Regions from separate parts of the Macaca mulatta genome. Here region 1 is linked to region 2. Evidence: chromatin contacts called from public Hi-C data. All regions are on one chromosome and are shown on one strand. The core of a region is the stretch at or near the end of the contact, and the rest is flanking DNA. Distances in the headings are between cores, read along the strand shown.

Region 1 (6,578 bases), core at 3,969-6,468, 270 kb before region 2:
GGATCTCTATCACCAAGCCCCGAATGCAGTGGTGTGATCACAGCTCACTGCAGCTAAAGTATAACATCTTCAACCATTTGGAGAACCTTGGGGAAATTTCCATGGCTAACAATTCTACTCTTCAGTATTCACCCAAGAAAAATGGAAACACCTGCCTACAAAATGACAAGAATGTATACATACAAGAATATATGGCGGGCCAGGCACGGTGGCTCACACCTGTAATCCCAGCACTTTGGGAGGCCGAGCCAGGCAGATCATCTGCGGTCAGGAGTTCAAGACCAGCCTGGAACATGGAGAAACCCTGTCTATACTAAAAATACAAAAATTAGCTGGGCATGGTGGCGTCTGCCTGTCATCCCAGCTACTTAGGAGGCTAAGGCAGGAGAATCATTTGAACCCAGGAGGTGGAGGTTGCAGTGAGCTGAGATCAAGCCATTGCAATACAGCCTGGGAGACAGAGCGAGACTCCATCTCAGAAAAAAAAAAAAAAAAAGAATAGTGAAAGTGATTTATGGAGACAGGAGTCAGAATATGGTTAGCTCTGGGGGAATTTAAGTAAAAAGGTCACATGAGAACTTGCTGGAGGATGGAAATGTCATCTATCTTTCCAATGGCTGGTACCTTCCATGGGTGTAGGCATTGATCACATTTGCTGACTGAACCCTTCCGATCTGTGCATTTTGTTACATGTAAATTATACCATACTACGAGAATATGGAAAAAGCAACAACAAGAAAATGAGTTACTGAGGCTTTTTTTAAAAATGAGAACACAGCTCTTACTTGAGAGAACTGCTTTATTCTCATGGGTAAGCTTCCCATAATTAAGCTGCCTAATTTTATAACTGCCCTAGACAACTTAATAGGTCCCTGGGAAATCTGTCCCTTTACCATCTACTATGCATATGTGAGAGGGTTTAAAGGCATCTGAAGCTTCCCGGTCTCCAGAGAAAACAAGATCCCGTGACGAACTGTCCATGTCAGGGATGTTCTTACACCCCTTCATGTTAACTCCTGGCTGGATAAGCTGTGCGAAAGCTAGGATTGTGACAGTTCCACCAAATGGAAACATCCTGCACTGAACAGCAGGCAGTAGAATGCATCTCTCATCATCAGCTTAGGCAGCACTTACCCAACCTCAAAGTTTCAATATGGTGGCCTTTCTCTTTCTATCTCTAGATGTCTACATGTGTGTTATATGTAATAGCTGTAACACGATACAACACAATACAATGAGTGTGTGTGTGTCTTCAATAGAGTTCTGCTGAAGTCTTCCAAATCTTTTTTCAATATACCAAGCTAGACTTTTTCAGAAAGAGGGAGCAAAAAATGAATGCAGAAGGCAACCTTATATAGTTAATTTGGAAACTGATCATTTCTGAAATTTTTTATAGAATTAGCAACTCAAAGATCACCCCGGGCAAAGGCCTGAGATAGTTTAACTGTGTATTCCACCCAGCGCAGCCCCAAAAGGCCATGCTAAGCTTTCCGCAACAGTGATTCCCTCTCACCGACTTCCCTGCTTGCTAAAGGGCTAGGGATGCAGAGGCCACTCCACACAGAGGCCACTCCACACATCTGTCCAGAACCCAAGGCTCTAGCCACCTGACACTCCTGCAGGTGTGAATGTGTGCCCTGAAGGCAGCTGCCCTACAGGTGAGCTGAGATGCTATTTCCAGCAGGGTTAAGGGCTCTCAAAAGAAAAGAAAAAAGGCAGGCGCGGTGGCTCACGCCTGTAATCCCTGCACTTTGGGAAGCCGAGGCAGGCGGATCATGACGTCAGGAGATCAAGACTATCCTGGCTAACATGGTGAAACCCCGTGTCAACTAAAAATACAAAAATTAGCTGGGCGAGGTGGCGGGCGCCTGTAGTCCCAGCTACTCGGGAGGCTGAGGCTTCAGAATGGCATGAACCCAGGAGGTGGAGCTTGCAGTGAGCCGAGATGGCGCCACTGCACTCCAGCCTGGGTGACAAGAGTGAGACTCCGTCTCAAAAAAAAGAAAAGAAAAGAAAAGAAAAGAAAAAAGCACTGAGCCAATCCGAATGTGCACCCGAGCTCCCTCCCAACCCTCCCACCAAAAACCACCTTTACTAACCTGTGCCCTTGGGAGGCCCTGAGCCCACATAATCGGAGAGGACTGTGCCACTGCTGATGTCATTGCCCTTCATGTTGACCACCAGGAAATGATGCCATTCCCTGCACGAAGAAACACGGGATGTCAGCACCACAGAAGATCAGGAACACTCGCTGCACAGCCAGCAACGGGGCATCGAGAACATGCGGGGTGCCAGAACACTGGCATCGAGAACATGCTGGGTGCCAGAACACTGGCATCGAGAACATGCGGGGTGCCAGAACACTGGCATCGAGAACATGCGGGGTGCCAGAACACTGCCGCAAACAACAGTCCTCACTTTCTCAGAGGCTGGCACGAACCTCAGGGGTTTGCAGAAGAGCAGACCCAGCCCCTCCCACCCTCTTTTTCTAGAGCAAAGGTCAGCAAACTTTCCATTAAAAGCCCAGAGAATAAACGTGTTAAGCTGTGGGGGCCGCAGTCTCTGCCGCAACTATTCAACTTGGCCTCGGCAGCACGAAAGCAGCCACAGATGACACACGGCTGTGCTCCAATAAAACATAACTGATGGACACTGACACGTAAATTTTGTCTAATTTCCACATCAGAAAGTACTACTCTTCTTTCAATTTTTCACCGATCATTTAAAAATGGTAAAACCAGGCCGGGCGCGGTGGCTCACACCTGTAATCCCAGCACTTTGGGAGACTGAGGCGGGCAGATCACCTGAGGTCAGGAGTTCGAGAGCAGCCTGGCCAACATGGTGAAACCCTGTCTGTACTAAAAATACAAAAATTAGCCAGGCATGGTGGTGGGTGCCTGTAATTCCAGCTACTCAGGAGGCTGAGGCATAAGAATCACTTGAACCCGGGAGGTGGAGGTTGCAGTGAGCCAAGATCATGCCACTGCACTGCAGCCTGGGTGACTGACTGAGACTCTGTCTCAAAAAAATAAAAAATAAAAATGTAAAAACCATTCTTAGCTCATGGGGCCGTACAAAAACAAGCCACAGGTAGATATGGCTCTCGGCTGTGAGTTACAGATACCCGCTGTAGGGGGCAAAAGGGCAGGAAAGGCATTCTCTGGCTTAAGCATGGGTGGGGGGATCCCAAACCAGGTCTACTTCTCCATGTCCAGCAAGGAACTTACACCCGATAAGTCATGCCTGCATGACCTGCTCTTCCTCGTCTTTCCCAACTCTCACCTGTATTTGGGATCCTTCCTGCTGGGAGCATCCGGGTCTGTCAGGACCAAGGTGTAGAGCTTCCCTGAATCAAGACCATCCCAAGAAATGCTGGTGGGTCTATTCTTAACCTGTATGAAGGAATCAGTTTGGAGTAAAAAAGTCAGAAATGCTGAAGAAACTGGCTGGGTGTGGTGGCTCACGCCTGTAATCCCAGCACTTTGGGAGGCCCAGAAGAGAGGATCACTTGAGGTCAGGGGTTTGAGACCAGCCTGGCCAACACGGTGAAACCCGTCTCTACTAAAAATTCAAAAATTAGCTGGGCGTGGTGGCGGGCACCTGTAATCCCAGCTACTCGGGAGGCCGAGGTGGTGGGAGGATCGCTTGAGCTGGGGAGGCAGAGGCTGCAGTGAGCCAAGCTCACCCCACTGCACTCCAGACTGGGCGACCGAGTGAGACTCTGTCTCGAAAAAAAAGAGAAATCCTGAAGAAACCGATACTCTTTCTTTGATCTCAGACTCTTCAAAGACAAAACGGAATAGATTTTTAATAAAATCAATGACCCTGTATTGACTGTAAGAGCCAGGAGCTGGAGTTTTATATACATCATTTATCTTATTTATTTATTTTGAGACCAGGTCTCCTTCTGTCCCCCAGGCCGCAGTGTAGTGACGCTATCAAGGCTCACTGTAGCCTCAACCTCCAGGGAGGGCTCAATCGATCCTCCCACCTCAGCCTCCTGAGTAGCTGGGAACTACAGGCTCACACCATCACGCCTGGCCATTTTTTTTTTAGAGTTGGGGTCTTACTACGTTGCCCAGGCTGTGTATTATTTCAGTCCCAACAACACCACGGGGCTAGTGTCCCAGCACACTATTAACAGAAACAGATGAGGCTGGGATTCCAACCTTGGCACTGAGTCCCCCTCCCAAGGACACCCTTACATCGTCTGTCCGGAATCACAGGGTTTCTGGATTTGGTGATCACGAGGCTACCTGGGGCCTGCTAAAGTGAAATCTGCATTAACGTTTCAAAGTGCAAAGAAAAGGAGAAAGCCAAGGTGGTGAGACGGGGGCAGGGAAAGGGAGGCTATGTTAGATGGCCACTTCATATGTAAACATCCAAAAAATTTAAATTCTGTGAACATCAAAAACAATGTAAGGTCGGGACAGTTTATTTAACACTGTTGCCCGGAGCTTCATAACCAACTAGCAGTGGCGTCTGCAAATCTAGTTTCTTCACTTTCAGCAGCCCCAGCCCCGTGGGCGTGGGAGGTCAAACAGCAAAACTAAACCGTCGCCCTCCAGCGTTCCGGCTGCACGCTGTCGACCGATTTAACAAAAGAGAAATCGGCCGGCGCGCTCATCGCCAGTTACATAATGCGTCACAGGCTCTCAGCCCTCCAAAACGAGGCCTAAAATGCTGACGCCCTAGGGGAAGCTCTGGGGGCGGGGGCGTCCGAACGGCCACAGTCTACTCCGTCTCGGGGACGTCCCTCTTCAGCGCCCTGCCCCGTTGAGGGAGAGGGGGATCCGGCCTGTTTCCGGACCTAGGCCCCTCTTGGGCCCGAAGCCCGGGAAAAGTGAATGAATTTCTGCTGCAGGCCGAACCTGCCTGGCCACGCCACAGGCCAGGTTCCCGGTGCTCGAGGTGGCCTCCAGGCATGGGACACGGACCCCGGTACCTCTGTCCTGGGGGGCCTCGACACACGCAGGCTGAACCTCCCCACCGCCCCTGGCCCTATTTCCGCTGGGTCCCACCCAGGCGGCCGGCACAGGCCTCCGCGCCGGGCCGCTTGCTGCACGCCCGCCGCCCGGTGTACCTGAGTGGGCGTCAGCACTTTGCCCAGCTCGTCCAACGCCGCCCCGGCGTAGGTGACATGCAGCGGGTGCTGCGGCTGCTCGTCCACTTCTTGCAGGCTCAAGGGCCCGGACCACTTGCTGAGGTCCACCGGCATGGCGAGGCCAAGCAAAGCGTGCAGCCGGGCGTGCCGCGGCAGGCTAGGCGCGGGCGGCGGCGGCGGCGGCGGCAGCGGCAGCCTAAGCGCAGGCGGCAGCGGCGACACGGAGGCCTCAGCGCACTGACCCGGGAAGGCGCAGACCCAGCGACCAAGCGAGAGCACGCGCCCCAGCCACCGCCCGCCCCGCGCACCGCCCCACGCCACGCCCACCGCTGCCTGGCCTCTGATTGGCCGAAGCTGGCAGAGCAGGGCCGCTCGCGCTCCTGGGTCCATGCAACCTGCTCCGGGTGGCAGCCGAGTTCTCGGGAACCGCGGCTTGGCCTGCGAGGCTGTTGTTTCAAGAAATGAAAATAAAGGGCGCCCTGGAATAGGTCCGCCTAAGAGAGAGGTTCGTGCCTTACAAAGTGTCGCGCTGAAAAAAAAAAAAAATGCAATTGAGTTCGCCTTGGTTTCGTTTTGGTTTTCTTAATTTTTTGTATGATTCTTTGCTCCACTTTCCAAGTTCAGCAATGTGGCCTGGCTCATACCTATATCGCCAGCACGTTGGGAGGCCAAAGCAGGAGGATCGCTTGAGCCCAGGAGTTTGAGACCATCCTGGACAACATAGCAAGACCCCATCTTTACAGAAAACTAAAAAAAAAAAAAAAAAAAGCTAGACATAGTGGTGCATGCCTGTAGTCCTAGCTACTCCGGTGTCTGGGGCGGGAGAATCACTTTTTTTTTTTTTTTTTTTCTGAGATGGAGTCTTGCTCTGTTGCCCAGGCTGGAGTGCAGTGGCACGATCTCGGCTCATTGCAAGCTCCGCCTCCCGGGTTCACACCATTCTCCTGCCTCAGCCTCCCGAGTAGCTGGGACTACAGGCGCCCGCCACCACGCTCGGCTAATTTTTTGTATTTTCAGTAGAGACGTGGTTTCACCATGTTAGCCAGGATGGTCTGGATCTCCTGACCTCGTGATCCGCCCGCCTCGGCCTCCCAAAGTGCTGGGATTACAGGCGTGGGCCACAGCGCCCGGCCGATCACTTCTTGAATCCAGGAGTTTGAGGCCACGGTGAGCTACGATCTTGCCACTGCACTCCTGTCTGCGCTTCAGAGTGAGACCACATCTTCACACACACACACATACACACACACACCAAATTCAGAAACTGTAAGGCCTTGCTTTTCTCTTGTACTTCTTAAAACGAGCCAGATTCTCTGTATTTTCACACAAGATCACTTGTCATGGTAATTGCCTGGTGAGAGCACCTGAGTGAACTTTTGAGCATTTAAATATATGGGGAAATGTATTTGTCCGTTTTCTCCACTCAAAATTCGTCCTCACAAAAGTCCTGAGAAATGTTTGGGTTTTGTTTTTT
Region 2 (7,494 bases), core at 524-3,023:
AGAACCCATCTCTCATAGGGCTGGGCGGCAAAGCCCCATGCAGTGGTTCTGAACTCTGCCTCTGTCTGAGCTATCTGGGGACCTTGTTGAAAAGAAAAGAGAAGCCCCTGTCCCCAGGAGTGCCTGATTCTGTAGGCTTGGGTTGGGGCTGAAGCTGGGGCTCAGCATGTGTATTTTTAACAAGCTCCCCAGGTGATCTTGCTACAAGCTCAAGTTTAACACCTTTGAACTGTGCTATGGAAATAAGGAAGGGGACAGGCTTGGGGGCAGCCTCCCTCCTTGTGTTTTATCTTTGTGACCTTAGGCAAGTTCCGTTGTTACTCTGTGCTGCTTTTTCTCATCTCTGAAATGGGAATAATATGGTTGGTTCTTAGCCCTTAGGGTGCGTATGACAGATAATATTCATAAAGCACTTAGCACATAGTAAGTGCTCAATAAGACTTAGCTATGTTTGTGATTATGAATATATTGTATAATAATTCATCAGTAACAGCATTATTAACACAAAGCAGTAGGCACAGGGCTAGCATATAAAAACAATCAACAAATGTCAGTTTTATTATTATAAATATATAATACAGGTTGAGCATCCCTAATCCAAAATTTAAAATCTAAAATGTTCTGTAATTGGAAACTTTTTTTTGAGATGGAGTCTTGCTCTGTCGCCCAGGCTGGAGTACAGTGGTATGATCTTGGCTCACTCCAACCTCCCCCTCCCGAGCTCAAGCCATTCTCCTGCCTCAGTGTCCCAAGTAGCTGGGATTACAGGCACCCACCACCATGCTCCGCTAATTTTTGTATTTTTAGTAGAGACGGGGTTTCACCATGTTGACCAGGCTGGTCTTGAACTCCTGACCTCAAGTGATCCACCTGTCTTGGCCTCCCAATAATCGGAAACTTTTGAGCACTGGCATGACATCACAAGTGGAAAATTCCACACATAAATCTTAACACTAACTCTGTAATGCAACACATTAAAAATATTGTACAAAATTACTTCCAGGCTATGTGTATAAGGTATATATGAAACATAATTGAATTTTGTGTTTAAATTTGGGTACCATCCCCAAGATATCTCATGATGTATAATGCAAAGATTTCAAAACCTGAAAAAAATCTAAAATCTGAAACATGTCTGCTCCCAAGTGTTTCGGATAAGGGATACTCAACCTGTATATGTTGCATAATATAAATATTGTTATATTTCAAATTATATTATGTATTACATATGAATTATCATGTGTGGGGGATGTATGCCTACACCTATGATGACATCAGACAATATACATGTAGAGTATAAATATTGACATAATGTATTATTGTGTAAATGTTAAAATTATAAGTATCGTGTAAGGAAGTTATTACTACTGGACCTGCTGTCTAGTAAGTGCTCATTAAATATATTAACCCTTTTTTTCTATTGTTTGTAATATTCACTAGCAGTAATAACATAGAGAAAAGGAAAAACCATCAGCAATAGTGAGGCAGCGGACAGGGGGCTCTTCCTTCCTGCAGAGGCAGCTGCCTGTGTTCCAGCATTCACAGGGGACTGCCCCAGACTGTTGGGTTCCTCTGCCTGGCCTAGGGATCTGGTTCTCACTGGGATCCAGAGCTGGGGAGAGAAGGAAGGGCGCCTCTCCCAGGCCTCCAGCCCTCCCTCAGCAGGGGATTTTCCTGTGGATGCAAATTGGCCGGTTACTTGAGACGTTCTCCAGTCAAATAATTCTCTCCCTCGTCAGCTGGGCCGCTAAGCGCCAGGGATGTTATGACAATGGTCGCCCTGGCAACGGCGGGAAGGCGTCGGGGCTGCCGGCTGTGGCTGCCGCGATTTCATTACCCGCATGGGGTCTGATCACCCGAGAACCTTAATAACACAACCAGGGACCCGGTCCTGCAGGTGCTCTGTGCCCGCTTGAAAAGGACTTGGGATTCATTTTTAGTGGCCTGGTGTTTAACCACCAAGGATGTTGGTTTATTGAAAGACCAAGGAAAATGTATTGAGCACCGACTGTATGCCAGGCACAGATCTGAACGCTGGGGAAAAGACAGGCAAAGCCCGTGCTCTCTTGAGCTGACATGATGGGTGTGTGGTGGTGGTGGTGGTGGGGGGGGGTGCGTAACCATGGAAACCAATAAACAGGATGATTTGTGAGATAGCGAAGTGCCACCAAGGAAAGAAAGCAGGGCGGCGTGACGGTGGCATTGAGGGGGGCTCGGGCAGAGGTGACACCTGAAGAAACGGAAAGGGTCGTTTATGCCTAAAGCTGACAGAAGAGCTCCGGACGGTGGGACAAGCAAGTTCAAAGGCTGGAACTCTTTGCTGCTCATCTGTACCTTTAGGGAGAAGGTAGCGATTATGGGGTGCTGATGGGCAGTCCTGAGGGACACAGAGGGCTCTGGAGCCTGCCTCTTTATGTGTGTGACCATAAGGCCAGCCCTGTCCCATTCCTGAGCCGCAGTTTTCTCGTGTGTAAAATGGGCTGAGAGCTAAGCCCCTTCCCTTGGCGCTGCTGCGAGGTCTACACCAGGGATGGTTCTTGCAAGGGCCCGGTCCGTAGAAGGCCCCCACGGTGTCCTGCATTCCCTCCCAGCTTTCATGGACTCCGCTTTTGTTTTATATATATGTAAAAAAAATAGCACCTAAAGGGTGAGGATCTGGGGCTCTGTCAAACCCAACGGCCAGTACGTTCCCGGAGGTCTCCAGGTTTGATCTGGGTTTAGATTTGGAGTGAAAAGTTCCCCGTTTCACATTAGGGATTTCAGACACGATTATTTTTAGCTCTGTCACATGGCTTGACTTTTTGATTTTGTGTGTGTGTGTGTATGTGTGTGTGTGTGTGTGTTTATGCTGCTAAATTTACCGCCATGCTAATACAGAGTACAGTAATAAGGCGCTGCGGACGCTCCGATGGGCCAAGGCCTGAAAAATTTTCCATCTGTCGTGGAAGGTGCCAGGCTGCCCCCTGGTGTGGAGATGGAAAATTACACCTTCGGGCTCCAGCTCTGTCGGATTTCCGCAACCTGTGATCCCTCTAACCCCAGGCCCAGGGAACCTTAGCCTACACCTGGGCAGTGCAGAGTCAGACGGTGGGCTTGGCTTGGGTGTGCTATTTCCAAGAGTCCTGTGTTTCTTTATTTGAAGATGGAACCTTTGTTTTTTTTCTTCAGTTCGGCTCTGCATGGACTTGAATTGAGGTCGACCTAAAAATCAATTAGGCCGCCTGGCAGGGTGAAGCCATACAAAGGCCCTTTTCTAATTGTGCTTCTCAACCGTTGATGCTCTGTTTCAGCAGAGAATTGTGAAGAGGGCACGGCACTGGGAACTAGAGGTCCTGAGTTCAAATCACGACCCTGATACTGCTTTATCTCTGTGATCACGGGCACGATTCCAGCAATTCCAAGGCCTGGTTTCCCCATCTATAGAATGATATTCACAATCGGGCCAGGTACAGTGGCTCATGCCTGTAATTCTAGCACTTTAGGAGACCAAGGCAGGAGGATTGCTTGAGGTCAGGAGTTTGAGGCCAGCCTGGGCAACATAGCAAGACCCCACCTCTACAAAAAATGAAAAAATTAGCTGGGCATGGTGACACACGCTTGTAGTCCTAGGTGCTTGGGAAGCTGAGGTGGGAGGATTGCCTGAGTTCAGGAGGTTGATGCTGCAGTGAGCTACGACTGTGCCACTGCACTCCAGCCTGGACAACAGAGAGAGACCCTGTCTCAAAACAAGTTGAAAAAAAAAATCTACTCACTCAGGATTGTCATGATACATGAACCATTCTGGAAAATAATTTATTTAGAGATGTTGGTAGATTAAGATGAATACATGGAAATTCACCAAGTAGAAGAGTCAGTGCCTTTCCCACCTTCTGTGGTGAAGAATCAGCTTTATCTTTTCTGACATTTTGCAGCCAATACTTTTCTGAAATAGAATAAAGAGGATTTATGAGGGAAATGAAATGGAGAAAACCCCAAACAACATCCAGTGCTCACTTTGAAAAAATTAGATTGAACAGACATAAGATGACTCCATCAGATAGCTATAAAAGTATCTAAAGGCTCTCTCTTGATTTCTGTACTTATCCAAAGGTATAGAAAAGGCACCTGTCTTCAAGTCCTGCCTGAAATAGCCCACCTTAAAGGCAGGGGTAGTGTGTAGGTGATTTTTGTATCCCTTGCTGTCTGTATTTTGAAAGCACCTCAGCCAGGCGCCGTGGCTCATGCCTGTAATCCCAGCACCTTGGGAGGCCAAGGCAGGTGGATCATTTGAGGTCAGGAGTACCAGACCAGTCTGGCCAACATAGTGAAACCCCATCTCTACTAAAAATACAAAAATTAGCTGGGCGTGGTGGCATGCATCTGAAATCCTAGCTGCTGGAGAAGCTGAGACACGAAAATTGCTTGAACCCAGGAGGCGGAGGTTGCAGTGAGCCGAGGTCATGCTACTGCACTCTAGCCTGGGCAACAGTGAGACTCTGTCTCAAAAAAAAAAAAAAGCACCATGAACATCTTTAAATGAATGAATGAGGCCTCACTTCTCTTAGAATAAATGTGGAGCTCCCATTATTGTTATCCTATGTTATGGAACATGGCTTTTTTTTTTTTTTCTTTTTTTCTTTTGAGACAGAATCTCGCTCTGGTGCCCAAGCTGGAGTGCAGTGGCACAGTCTCGGCTCACTGCAACCTCTGCCTCCCAGGTTCAAGCGATTCTCCTGTCTCAGCCTCTGGAGTAGCTGGGGTACAGGCATGCGCCACCACGCCCTGCTAATTTTTGTATTTTTAGTAGAGATGGGGTTTCACCACATGGGCCAGGCTGGTCTCAAACTCCAGACCTCAGGTGATCTGCTTGCCTTGGCCTCCCAAATTGATGGAATTACAGGCGTGAGCCACTGCATCCAGCGGGAACATGGCTTTTTAAAAGGCATCTCTCTTGACTTGGCATCCTCCATGCCCGCACTGAACCCTGGCTGCCCTTCTGCTCTGGTTCCTGCCATGTGGCCTTGTGATTTGCATTTGCACATCTGTCCTTCCTGCCCACTGGGAGCCCCTTCAGCCCTGGACAGGTGCTGACTGCTCTGGAAGCTGTTTGGAAAATGAGCCTGTTGTACAAATGAGCCCACAGCCCTTGTAGAGGGGACTGATTGTGGAGGGTGCTGAACCCTGGCTTCTTGAATGGGGTTTCTGCCCTGTGTTTATTGCCCAAGGACCCAGATCCTTCAGCTTGACTGAGAAGCTACTTTCATTATGCAGTTGTTCAGACAGTAGAGGGATGTTTCTCATACTTGCCTGATCTTTGGAACCATTGGAGTCCTCGGTGTTTTCACAGATTCCTGGGCTGCCGCCAGATTCACTGAATCAGAATTTCTAAGAGATGGGCCTAGAAATTTGATTTTTTTCTTTTTTTTTTGGCGATAGGGTCTTGCTCTGTTGTCCCTGCTGGACTGCAGTGGTGCAATTCATGGCTCACTGCAGCCTGGAACTCCTGGGCTCAAGGGATCCCGTCATCTCAACCTCCCCAGTAGCTGGGACTACAGGTGCACAGCACCATGCCTGACTAATTTTTAATTTTTGGTGGAGATGGGGGTCTTGCTATGTTGCCCAGGCTGGTCTTGAACTCCTGGCCTTAAGCGATCCTCCAGCCTCAGCCTCCTGAGTAGTAATGTTTGATTTTTAACAGACATCTTCAGATGAAGCTTATGCTTGGAAGTTGAGGAAAGAGGGAAATAATGTGAAATTATCTAGTACCTTGGGAGAACTACTTAAACCCTGTGGCTCTCTGTTTTCACATTTGTAAATAAGATGGGGTTCCTATTGAGGCTATTGTGATGATTCAGTGAAATAATGTGTCAGGTACTTAGCAGAATGTCTGGCATATTTATGTAATGCCTGTCATACTTAATGAGATGGCTGACACTAAGGATGGCCTGTGTGTCTTTATGATTGGCAAATGTCTGATTTTCATGTGATTTGTAACTTACAATCATATAGGTAATTCAGGCTTATGGAAAAATAAATGGGGAATAGTGACTTGTGCCTGTAATCCCAGCTATTCAGAAGGATGAGGCAAAAGGATTGCTTGAAGCCAGGAGTTTGACACCAGCCTGGGCAACATAGCAAGACCCCCTCTCTTGGAAAAAATATCTGTATCTTAGAGAAAAATTATAAGATACAGAAGGACAGAAATAAGAAGATAAACTTCACCTATCATAACCCAGAGATGCAGTTGCCAACCTTTTTTCTCTCTCTGTCTCTCTCTCTCTGTGTGTGTGTGTATATGTGTATATATATGTGTGTGTATATAATTATATATATGAATGCGTTTTGCATTCAGAAACTAGGGTTATACTATACCTTTTGTTTTGGCTGTTGTGTGGTTTCATCTGACATGACATTTTTCTTTTTTTTTTTGAGACGGTCTCACTCTGTCACCCAGGCTGGAGCGCAGTGGCACGATCTCAGTTTCCTGGTTTACTGCAACCTCCGCCTCCTGAGTTCAAACAATTCTCGTGCCTCTCAGCCTCCCGAGTAAATGGGATTACAGGTGTATGCCACCACGCCTGGCTATTTTTTGTATTTTTAGTAGTGGTGGGATTTCACTGTGTTGTCCAGGCTGCTCTTGAACTCCTGACCTCAAGTGATCCTCCTGCCTCGGCCTCACAGAGTGCTGAGACTACAGGTGTGAGCCACCGTGCCTGGCCTGGCATGACATTCCTTGTGTGTTAATTAATGAGAGTTTGATAGACTTGGGTTCAAATCCCAGTTTATCCACTTAGTAGCTTGATGACCTTGGGCAAGTTATTTGACATTTCTGGGTCTTGATTTCTTCCTTTGTACAATGGGGACAGTGATTGGACCCATATCACAATCCTCCAGCGTTGTGGAAAATTAAAGAAGGTAATTCATAAAATGTGCTCATTTCAGCATTTGGCTCAAAGCAAATCTGTTAACTGACAGCCGCAGTTATTCTGTAGCATCAGTCCTGGAAAACCAGGAGAAAGAGCTGCTCTTTCCCAGGGTCCCTGTTTGGGAAGCCCTGCTCGATCTCTGCCCAGCATAGCTTCACACTCTGCAGTTTTCTGGGTTTTTCCCTGCTCAGCTCAGTACACTCTTGTCCCGCAAGATGATTTTCATTCCCTTTTGCCTCAAGGGCAAGGCCACAACTCGAGGCCACTGTCCCCACTTGTCTCCTTCACTCCATCTGCTTCCTAAACTCACTCCTCCCATTTCTAATGTGTCATAGTTGGGACACCCCTTGGTTCTAACTCCTTGGCGAGTGCAGGATCTTAGTCTCTGGGTGACCTGGGAAACACCTGCCCAGAGTCCACATCCCCATTCAACAAGTAGGACGTGAGTGTATGGGGTACCTACTGTACATATAATTTCTTTTTTTTTTTGAGACAGTATCTCGCTCTGTCTTGCCCAGGCTGGAGTGCAGTGGTGCAATCTCGGCTCACTGCAGCCTCTACCTCCAAGTTTAAGCGATTCTCCTTTCTC

The links. A called contact is a pair of places that touch in the nucleus more often than the background predicts.
Region 1: a contact with region 2 is called in a Hi-C map of fetal cortical plate, with 3 times the contacts expected there. The contact joins the promoter of PEBP1 here to the enhancer-like site in region 2. A contact is called at or near these places in 2 of 14 Hi-C or Micro-C datasets (fetal cortex germinal zone and fetal cortical plate).

What each region holds. Positions count from the first base shown.
Region 1 is chr11:125,412,713-125,419,290 of T2T-MMU8v2.0, reverse strand. PEBP1 (phosphatidylethanolamine binding protein 1) reads right to left here and starts at 5,218. Exons shown (of 4, transcript NM_001246199.1): 1 at 5,084-5,218; 2 at 3,283-3,392; 3 at 2,100-2,200. The coding sequence starts at 5,218.
Region 2 is chr11:125,139,515-125,147,008 of T2T-MMU8v2.0, reverse strand. The region is part of intron 1 of KSR2 (kinase suppressor of ras 2); the gene reads left to right. Among named protein-coding and RNA genes, the nearest start is that of KSR2, 96 kb to the left of the region's middle. Within about 2 kb of position 1,773, at least 13 of the 40 cell types and tissues checked have an H3K27ac peak or open chromatin away from gene starts, as enhancers often do. A contact at or near this core is called in fetal cortex germinal zone and fetal cortical plate, where this site is marked.